Linked DNA regions of Rattus norvegicus: all the other regions are linked to region 1. The links are chromatin contacts, called in public Hi-C maps. All regions are on one chromosome and are shown on one strand. Each heading gives the region's core, a stretch centred on a gene start, on an enhancer-like site or on the middle of the called end of the contact. The rest is flanking DNA. Distances are from core to core; before and after follow the strand shown.

What was found. Hi-C and Micro-C count contacts between places; a contact is called where the count stands out from the background.
Region 2: a Hi-C map of the A7r5 cell line shows a contact between it and region 1, with 4 times the contacts expected there. The contact joins the enhancer-like site here to the promoter of Fbxo48 in region 1. A contact is called at or near these places in 3 of 12 Hi-C or Micro-C datasets (the A7r5 cell line, the Rat2 cell line and mammary epithelial cells).
Region 3: a contact with region 1 is called in a Hi-C map of liver, with 6 times the contacts expected there. The contact joins the promoter of Egfr here to the promoter of Fbxo48 in region 1. A contact is called at or near these places in 6 of 12 Hi-C or Micro-C datasets (the Rat2 cell line, hepatocytes, kidney and 2 more).

Annotation. Positions count from the first base shown.
Region 1 is chr14:95,580,266-95,584,493 of GRCr8, forward strand. Fbxo48 (F-box protein 48) reads left to right here and starts at 2,228. Exons shown (of 2, transcript NM_001108863.1): 1 at 2,228-2,616; 2 at 3,059-3,685. The coding sequence starts at 2,314. The coding sequence ends at 3,238. LOC134481789 (a long non-coding RNA gene) reads right to left here and starts at 821. Exons shown (of 2, transcript XR_010057594.1): 1 at 699-821.
Region 2 is chr14:95,421,110-95,425,261 of GRCr8, forward strand. All of the region lies in intron 1 of Egfr (epidermal growth factor receptor), which reads left to right. Among named protein-coding and RNA genes, the nearest start is that of Egfr, 45 kb to the left of the region's middle. Within about 2 kb of position 1,417, at least 16 of the 93 cell types and tissues checked have an H3K27ac peak or open chromatin away from gene starts, as enhancers often do. A contact at or near this core is called in the A7r5 cell line, where this site is marked.
Region 3 is chr14:95,376,587-95,380,560 of GRCr8, forward strand. Egfr (epidermal growth factor receptor) reads left to right here and starts at 2,040. Exons shown (of 28, transcript NM_031507.2): 1 at 2,040-2,366. The coding sequence starts at 2,279.

The DNA of each region.
Region 1 (4,228 bases), core at 978-3,477:
AGATTGATGTTTTGTTTTGTTTTGTTTTGTTTTGTTTTGTTTTTTATGAAAGTAGCTCTCTTCCCTCAGCTCTTACCCCCAAGGTCTGTTCCTCCTGATGAGTCTCTGATTTGTTATTTCTGACATTAACTGGGAATGTGAAGAATCTTAATACACTAGGTAATTAGCTCTCAAATGAGTCTTCCCCGTTAAGTCAAGGTTTCTTGAATCCATAACAGGGCATATTGAGAGTTTCCCTCTGAGGTGGTTATATATCCTGGGGAGTTCCCCCAGGGTGCTTTCTGCGATTAGGCGTAAGTGAGCAAGTGTCTGTCTTCAGCAACTTCATAATCAGAGACATTTACATTGTTCAAACTAAAAGCCGTAAGGGTGTGATAACCAAGAGCAGTCATAGAGAAATGCAGGACTGCATGAAGGACTGGCAAGGAGGCTAAGTGTTGAATGCTAGCAAATAAATGCTCCGGAAACAAAAATAAAACGCTCAGCTGACTTAATAACCATACAGGCCGAAAGGTTTGCAATTCCGTCGTATATAGCAGTCTTGATAGTCCTTGATGGTTCGCTATACTTTTGCAAGATGCTACTAGATAAAATACATTCTGCATTGAGAGTTCAGCCTCCCCAGGTAACCTGGAATGGTTACTATGCTAAGAAATTAGGGAAATAAGATATTATCATCAAAACATTTAAATAACCACCTGTCCAAGAAAAAAATAAACACTTCGTAAACTTCTTTTTCGGCAACCTTTGCCAAGTGCACACCGCAGGGAAAGAGTACCTAGGCGGGTTGCAGTCTCCTAGCGAGACATGGCGTACGCGCGCAAACTCTGGGCGGGCTCACAGCCCTCAACTAACCACTAACACCCACTGGGAGTCCCGCCCATGCAGCGGCTGTCACTCAGCGGGGACGCTGGACCTTGCAGTCACTTGGGCAGCCTTTCTCTCCTTCCCTCATGGTGATGAAACTCAGGAAAGACTACCAATCCCAGAAGGCACCGCGCGCGCAAATGGGCGGAGCGTGACTTGAGAGGACGGAACATGAAGGTCTTCCGGAAAAGATTCAAATCCCTACGTCTGAAATCGCGGGAGGAGCCGGCGGCGTGCGTTTAGGTAGGAGTGGTCGCTCCGTACTGCACTGTGGGCGGTCGATCGGTTCTTCCCGTGGTGCCTGTTCTCACAGCAAACAGGGATGCAGTTGCTGGGCAAGACCGGTGTGGGCTCCCTGACAACTAGTCTTGCCCGGCGGTGCTCTACCTCCGCTTGCCCACTCCAAGTGACATTTGACAGGACGGGTGGGTGGAGGGTCTGGAGGTAGCCCAGAGTGTGTGCTCTTCCCGAAGACCCAGATTTAGTTCCCAGTACCCACAGAGGGGGCTCGCCACTGACTGTTATTCCCGTTTTATAAACTAGGTAAGCACAGCTTGTGTTTGTATCGCAAAGCAGCTCAAGGATGATGTGTGTGGTCGTGCTTCCAGAAGCTTACAGGCTTGCTTCCAGAAGCTTACACCGCGCTCCTTGAGAGCATTAGCTGACATCAGGCTTTAAATCTATAGCGATATACTATTCCTAGCTGAATTATGAACTGTTTAGACTGTAGTTGTCCCTCACTGATAGATTCCGGGGCAGTTATCCGTAGCTCCTAATTAGGCACATAAGATAGATTGATTTCTAAGACACTACTCTTGAAGCTTAATTGAACATATGAGACTCTGTAACTATAACCAGAATTTCATCCTGGACCATTCTAGGTAAGTTTATGTCAAGAGTATGCACCTGTCCACTACATCCAAGTACTTAAGTAGTTCTTACATAAATTACTAAAGGTCCAGAGGTTTGTGACTACGTCAGCTTGAAGAGCCCAATGGTGAAGCATCAGTTCACACGGGGACTTTTAATAAATATTAAAGTAGGCATTATTACTAAACTCAGTGAATGCATGATGTAGAGAATCATTTCTGCTTTTTAAAGATAACGTTCTTCCGGAGCAGCAAGAAATAAAACATGTAGAAGCAATCATATTTGCTAAACATTAATGTTCAAAGAGAAGGGAACGTGTCCGTGGTCTCCCGGGTACAGTTCAGATATGCGGCCTCTTGGTTTTACCCACTCCACCTGGCAGTCTTCGAGAAACACACAAGAGACATGGCATGGATTCCACCTTGCAGATTTCGAGGCCGAAAGTCAAGACATGTAAAGTTCTTTAAATGGTGCCCAAACTATCGGGCTCGGAGTAGGATGCACAGTTTGGTCGGAAGAGGTTGAGTATATTTAAACTCTGCCCCGTAGGTTACCTATGAAGACAGTTGGCAAAATATGAAGAAAACTTCCAAGAACAGTAATGCCAAGGTTCCCGGTATGGAATTGAATTCCGAGGATGCTGAAGGGGGGAGAAAAGAGAATCAAAGTAACTTTGTTGACCTGCTGCCCCTGGAAGTCACTTTTAACATTTTCAGCCAGCTAGACATTCCGAGTTTATGTAGCGCGTCCAGGACGTGCACAAGTTGGAACCATGCAATAAGAAACAATGACTCCTTATGGAAACCTCACTGCTTGAGCATAAGAGCTGTGTGCCAAAGAGAAGTAGATGATGATATAGAAAATGGTTATACCTGGAGGGTAAGTTCAATCTTCCAACTTGTTATGATTTTGGACAAGGGGTCGTACACAGTTAAGATAATACTGTAAGTTCTCTACTGAGGGTTAACATGCAGAGTGTGCTGACTTTAGGAAGTTGAACTATTATCCTCTTTCCACTAGCATAGTTTCCACGATGTTTTCTACTCAGCTTTGTACATCTCAGATCCTAAAGTCGGGAACTTTCCTTGTTAAGCAGAAGGGAGGTAAAGAAGCCAATTGCCTTTCCTTCCACCTATGAAAACCTCCAGTACATACAGTGGGCCGCTCTCTGTATACACACTAATCCATACGTGCACACATGAATTTGTCAATGCGATTAGCATGTGTTTTTCCACATCAGGAACTAATCTCAGCCCTGTGAATGAGTTTCTCTACCAACCACACTGCCAGCCCTTTTGAACGATGATGTCTATGCTTTCAGGTAATACTCCTGAGAAATTACCAGAAGAGCAAAGTGAAAAACGAGTGGCTAAGCGGCCGATACAGCAACATCCGTTCTCCCGTTAGCCTGCCAGAGAAGGCCATGTGCCCGATGGACGCAGATACGTGGGGGGAAATTCTAGATGCAGAGCTGGGAAGAGAAGTTGAAAAATTGCAATAGTTTGACGCCACGTTATCAAGATCACTCAGGCTCCAGGAGACTTTTTAAAATCTGATAATGTCCTTGTCAGCCTTTTAAATATTTAACATTTAAAAGAAAACAAAGTTGAACATGAAACTTTGTTTATATTTTTTGCACTTTAGTTAAAAAAAAAAACTGTTCTGGTCTTATACTGTAGGAAAATCATGAAATGTTATTTTTATAAGAAATAGTAGACTAATAGAATGATTTTGAAATGTATTGTTCCATGTATTTATGTTAGAATAGTGCGTTACTTTAAGTAGTAGAATTTACCGTTGTTTCCTATTTAAACCTTCAAGAATTCAGGGGATTTCTGAAGAACTTATTTAAAGATTCATTATAAATTAAGTATAGATATATACTCATAGGAGTAATACTGAAGTGAATAGTTGCAATAGGTTTAAATTGATAATAAATTTACATGTTAGTAACTTAACAGTTTGCACTGCAGTGGAACTGATTGAATTGTCAAATAGTGAAACTATTTTAAAATGTGTTAAACCTAGAGTTTATTTAAACTTGTCTCAGACTAAGATTTTCATTATTTTTTTTACAAACCTGAGATTAGTCTCAAAGACTGAGAATGCATGGAAATCTTCAGGACATTTAATGGCTTTTAGAACCACCGAAGGCTTTATTTACCTTATCAAACTTGCTTCCAACACTTGATAGCGCCACCTAGTGGCACTCCTGGATGCTTCTCCTTACTCATAAGGGAAAATTACTCTCCAAGCCCTGTTTGACCTTGTTAAAGTGTATCTTTCCAAGGAGGAACTTTTTATCCAACTTTGTTCACCTTTTTTTATAAGAGGATACTATGTAGCACATTCCATCTACCCGGTTAGTCCACCTGAATCTGTAAATCAGAAGAAGGTGTCTACAAATATGCTCATTTGTATGGAGTCTTCTGTAGCTGTATCCCTTGCCTTTTGATTGCTGTGATCAAACACCATGGGCAAAACCAGCTTA
Region 2 (4,152 bases), core at 167-2,666, 160 kb before region 1:
GGACAATACTGTTCTTTATTTCTGCTTAGACAGAACATCCCTTTTGATAAATAGCACTGTACTCTTTTGAGTCCCCCCCCCCCCCTATCAACTTACTTACTCCTTTTTGGCTATTCAGGGCCATTCTGCTGCTTCACAGGACCCCCAGTGCTTAGAATAAAGCAAAGTTATTTATTTTTAAAAGTTGACCTGTTTAGAGTAGAAAGAAGGCCAAAGTGAGTACTGATCCAATTTCCTTCACAGGCTTGGACTGTGAAGATAGACAGAGAGAAGATGCATATAAAAGAGTGGGGTTTTAAAGGCATGGGATCCTGGGATAGAAGGGGACTTACGTTCCAGTTCCCTCAACTCCTTTTGTAGAAGAAAGCACTCAGACACTCTCAGAGGGTCATTCGAATGTCTTCCAGTATCGTGGTTAGCGGCATCAATGGCAGCCCATGGTGGCTCAGAAGCAAATCAGCAAACATGCGAAAGAAGAAATGCTCTGTGGGAAGGCTTGGATTTCCCGCCATTCCGCAGTAGCTCTCCCTATGGATATGCTGCTGCATTTTTCTCCCACATCAGAGCTGCAGAGAGGAAAAGACAAAGAATAAACAGGGAATCCAGATGATAAGTCTGAGAAAGAGCTCATTTAGTCCCCATTTTATAAAGTTTTCACCCATTCAATGGCAGCATGGCTCCAAACACCACATAGGGGTCAGTGTCTTGGAGCTGGTAAGGTCCGTGCCAGGGCTGCGAGTGGGAGGAGATGTGGAGACAAGCCCAGATCTGCATGTTGGCCCTTTCCCTGTGCCTTGAGTGTCCTGGGATCTCCTTCTTGCTACCCACTCACACTGATCAAATAGTGTGTAGGCAGCTCTCAATTTCCTAGGAAGTAGTAGAAAGGAATCCAGGGCATTGACATCACTCAAAAGCAGGAAATAGGGAAAAGGACCCGTCTTTCCTGTTCTCTTGGTGTGTGTTCCAGTGGAAACTCATAAAAGACATGGCTGGATACACTTGTCTCCTAAACTGTATGCATCTTTCGTTAAGCCTTTACACCTAAGAGAAAAGAAGCAACTGTTTTGAATGCTTTTTGCAATTTCTGTTACCTTAACTCTACTTTACCCAATCATTTCTCAGTGATATCCAAAGAGCACGGCCCTGGTACCTCAGCTATCCTGAAAGATAGTTCTTGGTAACCCCTGCCATTGAGCCCCACAGGTCCTAGTAATAGGGTACTATTACTAGGCATTGGTCATATTTTTCTTTTAAAAAAGGAGTTAGACAGAAAGCCTGGACCTACCACAGTATAGAAATCTGTTTACTCTCCGCCCTGACGCCCATCCTGTACTTAACCCAACCAACATAACCTGCCTCCATCACTCATTTCAGGCTTCAAATGCTCTCTCTTTCCTAACAGTCCATGTTAAGCACATGTCCAGAGCAGCCCAGAGCAGCCCATGTGTATGCATATGAGCATCTATGCTCAGGAACGTTCCAGATAGACGTGTTTCTGCTGGAATACCGAGAGGTTTGAAATCTATTTCAAACGGGTAGAGAATCACGGCTTTTTGTGAACCATATTTGAAAGAGGGAAACCTATACAAAACGTAATCTCAGCATATTTAGGCCACATTAACTATGTTCCAGTGTGCTGCTTATCTGTTTAAAGACAATCACCACAGTTTTCTGGATGAGGCAAGACAAAATATTCGGTAACTTAGCAACGTAAACAGAAGAGAGCCAGTGTTGCTACAGATTTTTCTGTTGGGCTGGGTCACAAAGTACTGGCAAGAGAAAAGCAGACAGCCCTGGCCTAGTGCTGCTGAGATCACTGTGGCCAGTGTAGTGTCCTTTGCACATGCTGCAGTGACAGATACACATGGTCTCAAATTCTCAGCCAGGAAATGTTCTTCCCTTGGTGCTGGAGACAAAACACTATGTTTCACACAGTGTTTACCACTGAATTACACCCCCAGCCCCACGGCCATGACCCTAAATAGAGCTCTTACTTTGCATGTGACCGACAAGCCTGTCAATGAAATGTTGCATAGTTAAGTTACAACTCAAACTTTCTTTCCAATCTATGTTACGTCTGTCCACGGTCAGAAGCTGCTAGCAAAGTAATCTGAACCTTTTTGTTCAAGAAACTGTGAACGGGCTTTGTCCTTACTTGACCTTTTCAAGGTGAAGCTCTAGAGTCTTGAGGCATTATACACAGATAAAAGGACATATGCAGTAGTTACACAAATGGACAGTAAGTGCTGCGAGCCACCTGCCTTCTGGTTGGCACCGAAGATCTAAGAATATTTCTTACTTTAGGGCAGCGATTCTCAACTTTTCCAAAGATGTAACTGTTTAATCCAGTTTCCCATGTTGTCGTGACTCTCGACCATAAAATTATTTTCATTGCTAGGTCATAACTGTAATTTTGCTGTTATAACTCACAATGCAAGCTTCTGTGTTTTCTGAAGGTCATGAAGATGACCACTACGAAAGGGTCATTCGACCCCCAAAGAGGTCATGACCTTACAGGTTGAGAATCACTGCTTTAGAGGATGTTGGCTCTATGAGGTTTGTTGTGTCTCTGAAGTCCTGGACACATAAGTATGGGTGGCTGTTCTTCGTGATGATGGTAATGGCTTTCTGGTTTTTGGTGTATTTGTTCCCGCAAAGACATGATACTGTCTGTCACCTCACGTGATGCCTGTTTGTGCCAGTAGAAACAAGGATGTCTTATCCAGTCATTTTATGATTGCTCACATCAGTCAGTTACTAAGTTGTATTTAGATAACTATCAGGAAATGCCTCCAATAGCTTACTATCTTGTCTCTTCTCAAGACCTTGAAGTGACCTCTAAAGAACGACAGTGTGGCTCACAAGATGTTAGGACTTCCGACATCTCCAAGTGAACCTGTTTTTGTGTTTGATTGGTTGGTTGCTTTTTGTTTTGTTTTGTTTTTTCTTGTGTATTTGCCAGTATTGAAAATACTGCGTACAGAGGGCTTTTACTATTTCTTTTTAAATTCCCCTTCTTCAGTCTAAGTGCAGCTCAGCTCCGCCCAGCTCAGTTAGTGGTCAGGGAGATCTTTCTGATTGTCAGGCCAGAATGTGTCACTACACTTAGATCAGGAATCCTCAGGCTTGGCTGTATCTTATCTCCCCTGTCTACCCTCCGTCTACCTGACCAGTCAGTCATCATTTCTCCTCCTGCAGAATATATCTGGTATCACGGGCATCCCCACCCCCCAACACTGTTTAACCATTTAGTCACTTTTGATTTTTTTTTTTCCTGAACATTGAAAGAATCTCTTCAGAGCAACTACGTCCAGGATGAGGCAGGGGAGATTTGACATAGGAGGTGGTACAACATGCTGGGTGAGAGGATATTTTGGGGGAGAATAAAACCAAGAATTCCTCAGAGTGTGCGGGGCCAGCATGCTTGTATGGGAGATGCTTCCACATGGCTAAGCCAGAGATGCCCCTGGTTTATACAACTTCCCAAATCTGCCAACAGGAATTTGAATGCACCGTGTTTGATATGTGTCTTTCAGAGCTAAGTTTGCCCTCCCCTGTCGGGCACTGTGCAACCTGCATGCTTCATGGATGCTCCAACAGCTCTCAGGCACGGGTGCTGATGTCCTTAAGTGCTGGCTTATTTATGTTTTTAATTCTTCCGGAGTGTGAGTCTGCTTTCTGTCATTCCTGTCCCATGTGGGCTCCTTCTAAGGTGCATACTCTCTTCCTGGTGAGAAAAGAAAGACTGCCCGGAACCACACACCTTCTCAGACTCTGAGTCATGTTTCAAATCATCTGTTTTGACAGTAAGTTCCATTCTGGATCTGGTATGAACTTCTGGAGGATCAGTTTCCGTCTGCAACTTGATTTTAATTTCCTTCTTGGTTGATCATTTACCCTGGGGCGTTAATAACCCCTGCTCCATTCTTGATGTCTTGAATCAGAACTGAAAGTGGTGACAAAGTTTAGAACAAACACTGGCTCACGATGGGCTTCCGTAGTTGCCTCATGTCAGAAACAAAATATGTAAGTGGTGATGTCACACTTTCTCTCCAGATGAAAGGCATGGGAACTTTGTCCAGAAATATTTTCGTGGGTAATACAGATTTTTAAAAATCACCTAACTTTAAAAAAAAAACTTCTCTTTTCTCC
Region 3 (3,974 bases), core at 790-3,289, 200 kb before region 1:
GTGCTCCGGGGGGCTGCGTTGAACTTCGCAGTGACTTTGCGTCTGTACACACGACACTCTCCCTCTGCTCTCTGCATGCTCTCACACCATGGGGTACCTAGAAATGCTGCATCAAAAGTAGCTCAGATGCCAGGCTACCATGTGGTATGGACTGCAACAGTTGTACTTTACATGCAACTGCGCATTCTTGTAGAAGAATAATGTCATAATACAGAAAGCGAAACCTTTTAATATTCTCCTACCATCATCCCTTACCACATATGAGCTTCAAATGGGTGTGTTTGGATAGTACTGGGTTTGAATGTTTAATATTTAAAATCAATGTTTCCTTTAAAAAAAAAAGGTAACAGAATTTTAGTGTGGGATTAGGATGAAATTTCCAAAATGACCCTGAATACATTTTTTCTCTTTCATGCTTTGAAAATTGTAGATCAAAATATTAATTAACTCTGAATAATGTTGCAAATGCTCTACATTTCCACAGCTTCGGGTATTCAGTCAAAATCTAATTTTGATGTAACAATAAGCAAATCCATCTCATTGACATGTCAACTTACCTTAATCTTTAATAAGTGATAAAGTCATATGTATGCCAAAAATTGCCTTAGCATTGCGTTATGACCTACCGTTAGTAGATGTCTGATTTGCACACCCACTTTATATAAAACCCCTGCCCGAGTTTACATAAACACTCCTGTGAAAACTAGTTGCCGGTGGGAAACCTTTAAGAAGCCGTGCTCGACTTCACAATGAGGGTTTCAGGGTCTGAGGAGGGTCTGCACAGGCTGGGTGAAATGTACCCATTCAGGAAGCCACCTGCAAAACTTGGGCAGCAGCCCTGTCTTTGCTGGGTGAGAAAGAAAAGTCCTCGTCTCTGGCTTCGTGAAAAGGAAAAGACTGGACTGAGCATGACTGGTTAACAAGGACTCCTGCTAACCAGGAGACCCACCCAAGGCGTCTAAATTAGGGGACCAGGTGATTTTGTGAAGAACTCGGAAATTCTGGATTGAATGGGAGCAGGGGACATTTCTCAGATGGCTAAGAAGCAGTGACATTAGTTGGTCTTTGCTTAAGGAATTTAGTTGCCGGTCGGTCTTGCAGTTCAGAGACACATTTCTACTGGCCAATTTCTAGGTGAACTTACCTGGCAATTTGCCTCCTGGTGTGTGTCAGGGCTAGCTTGGGTCACTGGAGGCTGCTAACTGCTCTAAAGATATGTCCACTGTTGTTTGTGTTAAGTCTTTGCGTTGAGCGAAGGAATTTGCCTGATGTGTACTCTGCTTTGCTTTTCAAGCCCTCCTGGCTGGTTCCAGGTGCAGAAAATGCCGTGGTTTTGCTCGTCAACATGCATGCACTCACCCAGCAAACATACTGAGGCCTTTCTCTGTGCCAGGAGTTGGCTACCCTTCTTTCAAAAGACATGGAGGGTTCTCGATGGGATCTGAAGAACCCTCAGACTTCTGAGTGCCACTTCAGACGTGCCGCTCCCACCTCTGCCCGAGCGGTTGGGAACTCTGCGGCCAAGTCAGTCTGACCTGCTGAGATCCCGCGGTCCAGAAGTTATGGAGAATAAGTGAACAGTGTCCCCATCTGTATTATTTCCAACCTGTGCTCTACGGTAGGACAGTAACCGAGGTGGTCTAGAGTTGTTCTCTATTTTTCTTGGAAGAAAGAAAAGAAGTAAGAAGTTGGGAGACACAGAGGAAAAGAGGGGACACTGACATAGATTTGACTGGGCTTCCTAGGTCCTGAAATGCAGCGCAGTGGAGTCCCCACTCAGAAATTAATCCCAAAGGCCACCCACTGCCCCTCTGCACGCAGCCAGGACTCTCTTCCAGAGCCTTGTCTAGTGGTGGCCAAGGCCATCCACCACCACCTTCCGGCCACTGCCTGCTTTCGATCCTCGCGGCGAGCGCTTCCTCTCTCCTGCCATTCTCCTCCTCCTAGTTTCTCTGGATCCCTCCTCCTCCACTTAGTCCCTCCTCCTCCCGCCCAACCTCCCCCACGTCCCGACCAGGGCTAGCTAGACGCCTGGACAGCCCCAGCGCAACGCTCAGCAGCCTCCCTCTTCTTCCCGCACTGTGCGCTCTTCCTGGGCTCGAGCGTCTGGAGCCAGTCCCGGAGGCTACCGCCACCAAGACAGGCGACGGGTCACCTGGACGCGAGTCTGAGTCCGGGTCCCGTCGTCGTTGCCGACGCAGTCACCGGGCACGACCGTGGGACTCAGTCTGACTCGGATTAATCCCGGAGAGCCAGAGCCAACGACTGCCGAGCCGGGATGCGACCCTCAGGGACTGCGAGAACCAAGCTACTGCTGCTGCTGGCTGCGCTCTGCGCCGCAGGTGGGGCGCTGGAGGAAAAGAAAGGTAAGGGCGTGTCCCACCGGCCCGCGCCCCCTTCGAGCGCGCTCGCCCAGTCCCAACCTCCGCTCTGGACTCCGCGTCCCCAGCTGCCCGCCCCTCCTCTTCTAACTCCCAAAGCGGCCGGGACCTTAGGAGGAACTGGACATTTAATGTCTGGAATGGACGAGACTGGGGCGGCTGAAGGAAGGGAGACCGGGCTTGGGGCAGAGGGGCTGCCAGAGCAGCGTGGGAGCCGAGGCTGTGCGCTCCGGAGCTCTCGGCTGCTGCCAACTTAGTTGCCTCACTTTTCTGCGCTCAGTAGGCGTTTGGAGTAGAAACGTGGTGGGGACAGCGCGGGACGCCGGGCATTGGCGCACGTGCGCCCAGTACTGTCAGGGAGAGCGGAGGGACCCCGGATCCGCAAGTGGGACCGGCATGTCCTACCCTCTCAGCCCGGGAGTTGAGGGACTGGAGTAAGAACCAACGCGCCTCTGACCAAGGTCGGGACCTCAGAGACGCGCGGTTTCCTGAGCGCACCCTCAACGCCTCTCTTCTCCGCCAGGGTTCTCTCGGGACCTGGTAGCCTGAGTCCCAATGTGGCTTGCAGATTTCTGCGTGCTCTTTCGCGGGTGTGTAGCTGCAGCAAATGTGGGAGATATCTCTGTCACTAACCACCTGGGACCTCTGAGAAAAGATGGTGGTGGTGACTTGCTTCTTCGCTAGGAACAAAATAAAAATAAAAGGGAGGGCGTGGGGTGGGGAGGTGGCGGGGGTGGGGGGTGGCGGGGGTGGGATGGGTCGATCCCGCCTCTTGGGCATAGAGCAAGCCAGAGACCTGCCAAGCTAGGTGCACTGGTTGGGGACCAAGGCTCCCTGCCAGATTTGAGCTAGTCTGGTGTGGTGGCTGCTTCCCCGGGATCCCTGAATTTGCCCCTTCTCAGAAGCCTGGGCTTCTGCAGCATCTCTTGGAGTTGCAATGGTATGGCTGACCTGTGACAGCTGGGTCCTTGTGTGTAGTTTATCCTTGGTGTTTCAAAATGAGGCCAGGTAGCAAACTCTCTTACTTGTTATCTGAGAAGCTCCCTCTTGGGCTTCTTTTTCTTTTCTTTCCTTTTTACTCCCTCCTTTTTGGAGTGATTGATATTGGGCCAACTAAAATAGAACCCCTAATTATAAAGAAACAGATTGATGTCCGTGGATCACATGTGCCAACTGCCCAGACTGAACACGAACAAGTCTGGCTTCATGACTACCCGACCATAAACCCACTTGACACGAGAAACATGCCTCAGAAGGTTTAATTGCACAATTCAAAATCCAGCCGCTCGGGTTCCAGGAGTCAGGTCTGCACTTGCTGTTGATGTCATCGGCATCCGAGTTGGACTTGGGGGTTGGTGCTCAGTGCACTTTAGTCGGAGGGGGTGTAAGGCTCAGTTCCCCAAACTTAGCTCCACAATGAAATCATTCGGGTTTAAAAATCAACAAGCAAAACAAACTACACCCCTCCTCCAGGGTTCAGCAGCCACTCCAGACGTTCAGATTTCACAGGTCTACCTTGAGAGGATTTTTAAAACTCTTATAGCGTTTGATTTGAGACTCACTGGCATAAACGAGAAATTGATAACATCTAAG